Regions from separate parts of the Hordeum vulgare genome. Here region 2 is linked to region 1. The links are chromatin contacts, called in public Hi-C maps. All regions are on one chromosome and are shown on one strand. Each heading gives the region's core, a stretch centred on a gene start, on an enhancer-like site or on the middle of the called end of the contact. The rest is flanking DNA. Distances are from core to core; before and after follow the strand shown. Region 1 holds the start of LOC123444435. Region 2 holds the start of LOC123444436 (callose synthase 11-like).

The links. Hi-C and Micro-C count contacts between places; a contact is called where the count stands out from the background.
Region 2: a contact with region 1 is called in a Hi-C map of leaf, with 2.7 times the contacts expected there. The contact joins the promoter of LOC123444436 here to the promoter of LOC123444435 in region 1. A contact is called at or near these places in 2 of 6 Hi-C or Micro-C datasets (leaf and seedling) and 1 of 1 datasets of contacts at active chromatin or transcription factors (embryo).

The regions. Positions count from the first base shown.
Region 1 is chr3H:489,293,474-489,296,773 of MorexV3_pseudomolecules_assembly, forward strand. It overlaps LOC123444435, which reads right to left and starts at 1,328. Exons shown (of 2, transcript XM_045121143.1): 1 at 933-1,328. The coding sequence starts at 1,167. LOC123440259 (a long non-coding RNA gene) reads left to right here and starts at 3,027. Exons shown (of 2, transcript XR_006630305.1): 1 at 3,027-3,300.
Region 2 is chr3H:489,961,621-489,965,333 of MorexV3_pseudomolecules_assembly, forward strand. It overlaps LOC123444436 (callose synthase 11-like), which reads right to left and starts at 1,481. Exons shown (of 4, transcript XM_045121144.1): 1 at 1,236-1,481; 2 at 1,001-1,108. It overlaps LOC123444437 (protein enabled), which reads right to left. Exons shown (of 3, transcript XM_045121145.1): 3 at 1,845-3,506. The coding sequence ends at 2,106.

The DNA of each region.
Region 1 (3,300 bases), core at 78-2,577:
GTTAAGGATCAACAAATTTCAGTAAAGCTTTAAAGGAATATATTATGTAAGGATTTAATTTTTCTTGTTCCTAAGCATACAAAGTAGATTTGTCATATGATCATTTAATTATGCATAATGCATCAACGCTTGTTGCCATAAGTAACAATATACAGAGTAATAAGCAGGAAAACATGATGCAGATAATACAAAATCAATATGATTAAAGCATAGTGTGAATCGATTTTACACTCTTTTGAACCATCATCTACCTTATAACCATATAATGTAATCCCTCCATCTAGAATTACTTGCCTCAAAACTTGAATATAAATGAATTTATCTAGAACTAAAATACACCTAGATACATCCATCTCCCGGACAAGTATTTTCGGACGGAGGGAGTAACAACAATCAACCAATCTCAAAGCTAATGAGACCCATACCAATTGATTGGCAAATGGGCCTAGGTGAACTCCAGTGCACAAAGGGCTTTCGATAAGATATATTCATATATATATATAGAGAGAGAGAGGGAGTAGCACGATGGAATTTAACAAAAAAACAGCCAACCAGACTTGCACAAATATACAGAGTAGTGCATGATGGAGTACACTTTTTACAAGACATCTACAATTTCAAAGTTCAGTTGCCACTTGGATGTATTCTGTATTTGTTTTGATATAGATCTTCAGTTTTTCACAATCTGATTGTTAAGACCATAATACACTTTATGTGTTCTGCCGCATACACAATCCTCCATTATAAGTAGTATGAATATAACTGATTAAAAAAGCACAATACGGTACTTTCATGTGCGAATCCAGGTTGTATGCAGAGCGCGAGAATCTCATGTCAAAGTCAATGTATCGGTGACGAGTACTCGCGCATGACGCCACACACACAAAAAAAGATATTAGAGTACGACAGAGAAGCGGGAGAGCAGATCGTACCCTGGTCGTTGCGGGCGGTGAAGAGGACGCAGCCGGTCTCGTCGCCGATGAGGCACTCGGCGATCCTGGTGGGCTTGGCCGCTGGGCCGGGGCCGCCAGTGGCGCGGGCCTTCTGGAGGACGGTCTTGGAGCTGAGCACCTTAGCGACGAGCGTGTGGCCGCTGGTGACGGGCTTGAGCTGGTCCACCTTGACGAACACCGGCTTCCGCTTCGCCGCCGCCGCCGCCGTGGCCATGGAGAGGGATACAGATAAGAGTTGGGAGAGGGATACAGGGGGGTTGGGGGGTCTTGTTGTCTTGGGAGGGCCAAACCCTAGATGGGATGGGGCGAGTTTAATATGGGACGGGAGAAGGTTGCGCGAGTCTCAGCCTGCGATCGAGGAGGCCACTAACGATGCGGAGGAGTCGTTAAACTAGGCGTTACTTGTACCATTATGATGAGGGGCAGGGCGAATAGCGTGGCAAGATAGTCAAATGGTACTTATCCGTTTCTCCTTTTTTCCATCCAAAAAGGTGGAAAACTGAAAAAGCCACAGCAGTCCGTCCGTCAGTGGGGAATATAGCCTGCTTGTCGTGATTGCCTACGTTGCTACTAGCCGCTTTTTTCTCAGTGACAACTGACAAGACGTTTGGCTCCAGTGCGTTTCGTATGGTTTTTCTTCGAGCATAAAATGTGCACCATGTTTTTTTTCCAGTTGTGTGCACGATTTTCGGTAGAAGAAAAACGAGAGATGTCTTCTTTTCCCCTAGAAACTATCGATTCATCTCTTCCGAATAATAAAGCAAATACGGTTTCTGATCGACCGTCTTAAAAATTACCCTTAAAATTTGCATAAATTACTCATCATGCCATCGGTAAGTAATAGAAAACGTTTCATAAAGCAAAAAATCTTGACATGGGCCGGCCCATGTAAAAATGTCCTATATTACGCTCTGCACGCTGGGAGAATATCCAACACATCGTATGAGCCAGCCCATGCACACGCGTCTGCTTTTAGTTCTATTTATTTATCTATTTTTAGTTCCGTTCTATTTTTTATTTTAAATAATTTAGAACTTCAAATAATCTTTAAAATTTTAATAAACTGAAAATTATAAGTCAACACATTTCAAAAATTAAAATGTCTGTGACTTCAAAAACTGCTCGGAGTTTTCTAAAAAATACTCGCATATACAATAAAATGTTTGCAATTTTAGAAAACTATTTGTACAATAAGAAAAGTCCATGATCTCAAATACAATTCCATGTATTAAAAATTATTAAAGGCATTTAACAAAATGCTTTCTAATTCAAAATATGTTAATGCATTTAAAAAATATCCTAATATTTTAGAAATAGCTAATGCCTGTTTTGATAGTTTCGTTTTTTATTTAAAATTTTCCGTTCCATTTTTGTTTATTTATAATTTAAATAATTTAGAATTACAAAAACTATTGCATACTAAAAAATAGGAATTTTGAATTAAAATGCTGACGAATTTTTATTTTGAATTAAAAATAGGATTCAAAAAAGTGCCGGATTTTTTTTCAAATTCCAAAACAATGTCCATGAATTTAATAAATATATTACTGATTTATAAAAAAGTTTGTTTATTCAGAAAATTTCATGCGTTTCAAAAAATGTTTGTGAATTTAAATAAAATCCTCCAACACCAAAAATTATGTTCGTCTTTTCTTGAATTGGTCGCCAATTCAAAATAAAATATTTAAACCCGTTCGAAATATAAAAAATATTCACGATTTTTAGTAAATGTTTGTAAATTGTAAAAAGTATTTTCGATTTTAAAATTGTTTCCATATTTATAAAATTGTTCACGAAAGATGTAATGTATGTAGTTAAACATTAATGCTTGTAAGTCTATGTGACAATATACCTGTGTGAATTTTGAAGAATTAAGTGTTGGATGCATCGGATTATTATTGTATGTTTTCTGAAAAAAATCTTGAGATTCAGAAAAAATCTTTGAGTTACCAAGATTTTTGAAAATGTAAAAATTGCTTCAACTTGTGAATAAATTTAAGAGAAGAAACATTTTCTTGCATTTGTGTACAAAATTTCTAAACCAAGTGATGATATGTGAACATAATATGTTCATCATCATTGGAGATTATGTTTTTTTTTCGTGGCAACGCACGGGCCATTTTGCTAGTAATAATAAAGCGCCGAGCGCTTCTGTTGTCCGTCGTGGTTTTTTTTACAGAAAAGTCCCTGTCTTTTCAAGTAATTAACCCGCAGTCCTTCTATATGGCACACCGGACCGTTTTTTCGCGCATATTTACAAACAACCCCTTATAGTTTCTTGAAATCAACCCGCTCCGCTCTTAATGACGCAACGCGGTCGAGCGAGGAGGGAGCATAGGAGCTACCA
Region 2 (3,713 bases), core at 231-2,730, 670 kb after region 1:
CTTTCTGTTTTGCTTTCACCCGTCGCTGTTTGTGTTGCGCCGCACTAGCGAGCTACCAGTGAGACCTCCCCACATTCCCGTCAAAGCGAAAAGGGGCTCCAATTTGCCTTTCGTAAATCCTGGGCTGAAAGCACGTCTTCTTTTTTTGTTATTTCTAGTGATGAAAGGGGAAAAAAAACTAGATCTCGTTCGCTGCCTCTTTCTGCACAAACACCCAACGGCTAAAGGTGCTCGTAGCCGTCGCCGGGTGATCTGCTACCCTGGATGTGTTTTCTATTATTTCTAGCATTTCCTTCTAGAGATGATGAATAGATCAAAAAAAAAATGTTGGAAAATAAAAAATGAGAAGATCGCTAAAGATGAACTAGGACAAAACCCCACCCTACGGTGTGCTGTAAATTTGAACCCGTGGCCTCTAAACTAGTAGTAGACGTTACTGCTGGTGAGTGACACCAGCCCCACGGTGTTGCTTTGCTTGCGTCCTCTCCGTGGCTTGACGCCATGGCAAAAAGATGCAACGCACGCCGCGAGGGGACGCACGCAGCCGCATCAACAAGAATGGCAAGCGGGCCCCCCGCGCGCGCCCCTCGTGGGCGGACCCGCCACGTCTCAGTCCCATCAGAGGCGGCCATGTGCCACCACATCAGCGCGATACGGGCTAGCTCCTGAACGACGCTGAGACGTGGGCCCCGGTGACCAGCAAGAGGCTATGGGCGATATTTCCAGTTCCAGGGGATAAACTCGTCAGTCGCCGCCTGGTGAGGCCCACGAGGCGAGGCGAGGCGAGGCGAGCGGCAACGGCATCAGCGGGAGAAAACTACGGGACTGCCACTGACTGAGCGCCCCCCACCCCTGGTCCGCCCCGCTCGGCTCGGGCGACGGCGCGACCCGTTCGAGCTTGGGAAAACCGCCGCGACTGCTGACTGCTAACGGCGGCCTACGGGGGGGAGTGAATTCTGGCACCGAGGTGCTCGCGGGGGGGAGGATTTGGAAGTGTCACCTGATCGATCGAGCGGCGGCGAGGGGCGGCCGCCCGCCGTCTCCGTCTCCGTCGAGACCCTTGGCTTCCGGCGCTGCGGCTCAATCTTCCTCTTCTTCTTCTTCACAGCTGATGAGAGGGAGAAAGCTGAGGAACGAATATGCCCGTATAGGTGGGATTGGGGAGGAATTTATGAACGCGGCCATGGAGGAAGGAGGAGGAGGAATCGCCGGAGCAATCGAGATGGATTCATTACCCCTTTTCGAGCTGGAGCGGGAGCAGGCGTTTGTTGCTCCTCGATCTCCCTTCCCGCTGCCGTTGTTGTGCCTCGGCTTCTCACGAATCGGCTGCCGCTAGCGCATTTGAGACGTTTCTCCCCTTGTCGTCCGCCGCGGGGGAGAGGAGAGGAGATGCTCTTGGATGGGGCCGGGCCGTCACTCGGGAGCTTGGTTATTCTCTCCTAAACGGTCGCTGCACAAGTCCCATCTGTCTCATCAATTCTCTTCTGCCTCTCCAATCTACTCCCTCTATAGCATAATACTTGTAGCTAAAAAATTTACATTAGTTCTTTCTAACAACAAATATTTAGATAAAAAATATGTTTCCGAGCTGGATAGAAAGTTAGGCTCCCAGATATTCTCGTGATTTTCGTAGGCTGGGCAATATTGGGAAGTAGTAAAAAAAATACATGCACGAAAAAGGTGCGGCTCCAGCTGGAAGAGCGTACCATTCACTGGAGACTGGAGTACAATTGCACACTAGGGTAAGATTAGGACAACACTGAACACATCAACATGGTGGACAAAACAGTACTGTAGACAAAATTCAAACCTAGCAAACATGACCTGACATTGCACACGCCACATAATGACAAGATAGCTGCAAATAATTTGCTTTAGAAAGTCCAGTTGCAAACACGAGTTGGCTGTGCAGTGCACGTGCAGGGGCCAGGAGGCACATGAAATTCAAGCTAAATACTGTAATGTTTATATGTACATTGTACGGACAATCAGTAGACGCATCACATCAGATCTTATTTATTTAGATTTGGATAACAACGACACCACCCTGTGGCACACGGCTTCCACTTCCAGCGAACCAGGCCTGCCTCGCGACCTGGAGGAAATCACCACGCCCGAGGGGGTGCTCCGGACCCAGACTCGTTCAGCCTGTCGAGCAACGCATTGAAATCTATCTGCTGCCCGCTCTCGGTCATCCTCTGGATCACATTCAGCACCTGGTCCCTTGGGTACCCCATGGTGATTGCCTTCTCGATCATATCCCCGTATGGATGGCCCCGCATCATGTGGTGATGAGATGGCCCTGGATGGCTCACACCACCACCGCCTGGAGGCATCTGTGGTGCCTGGGCTGCAGAAGGACCACTCGGCGGATAGCCGCCATACGGTGTGTTGTTGTAACCTTGCGGATGCCCTTGTGGCGCATACTGCGGAGGATAGGCCCCCTTACTTGGAGCCGGCCCGAAAGAGCCCTGGCCTGGAGGAGGTAGCTGCTGCCTTTGCATGCTGTGCTGCGGTGGTGGCTGAGACGGGATGCCAGGTCCCCCGTATGAATATTGCACTTCAGAATGAGTCCCACCTGATGGAGGAACGGTGTTGTATGGTCCTTGCATAGCGGCGCTGCCAGGCATTGTTTCAGGGGAAGGGTTCAATGGCTGGTGGGGTGGGTAGCCACCAGAGTAGTTTGGTGGAGTCTGGGGTCTCATCTGAGTTTGCGCATGAGGATGTTGTGGTTGCGCTGTCTGAGGAAGATGAGGGTTAGATTGCTGTGGTTGCAGCTGTTGTGGAGGAAACTGTTGAGCATTAGACAACTGGGACTGCTGCCCTGGTTGTGTCGGAAACTGCTGAACATTAGGCAGCTGGGACTGCTGTGCTGGTTGTGTTGGAAACTGATGAGCATTAGATAGTTGCGGCTGCTGCACTGGTGGAGGAAATGGCTGGGAGAAAGGCTGCTGTTGCTGAGCCACTGGTGCAGGAGATGAACGAGAGGGTTGCTGCTGCTGCCACTGCTGCTGGTAAGGAGTGTAAGACTGGGGCTGGGATTGATTTGCTGACTGAGGCTGGGATGGAGCATGGACATCTTGAGCTTGAGGCCTTACTGGCAGGTACTGCACCTCTTGTTGTACTTGCTGACCCTGTGTGTCCTGGTTACCTGGAGCTTGGTGTTGTGGGTAGTAAACAATGGCTTGGCTAACGGCATAACGGTCCTGCTGTGGTACAAGAGAGCTAGGGGCTGTCTGCTGCACAGGTTGATCATTGTACTGTTGGACTGGTCCAGAAGCTCTAGGTACAAGTGCCGATGAGTTCACCTGATGAGGCAAAGCAAGTGCCAGCTGCTGACTTGCTGCATCTCGCTTTTCTTCAGGCTTGTTTGGCTCAGGGAAAGAAGGTGCCGGCACATCTTCTTTCTTTTTAGATTCATCGTGTGTAAGTTGAAACTTGGCTAGCTCCTTCTGAGTATCTGCTAACTCTTGCTTGTCTCGAAGGATTTGAATAGACCTGTGCACCTGCACCGTTTCAAATTTTAGCACCGTTAGGAATTTCTTAACAGATTAACACTCAAGATCTGTCACATACATAAGCAGTAACACGATGCACATGTGAAAACTGAAGCATAAAAATGCACTGGCTAACTGTTGATCTTCTTAAGTTGGATCATCTCTGGTTTTCAACAATATTTCTTAACAAAACAATGTAAATGTTGGAGTTCAAAC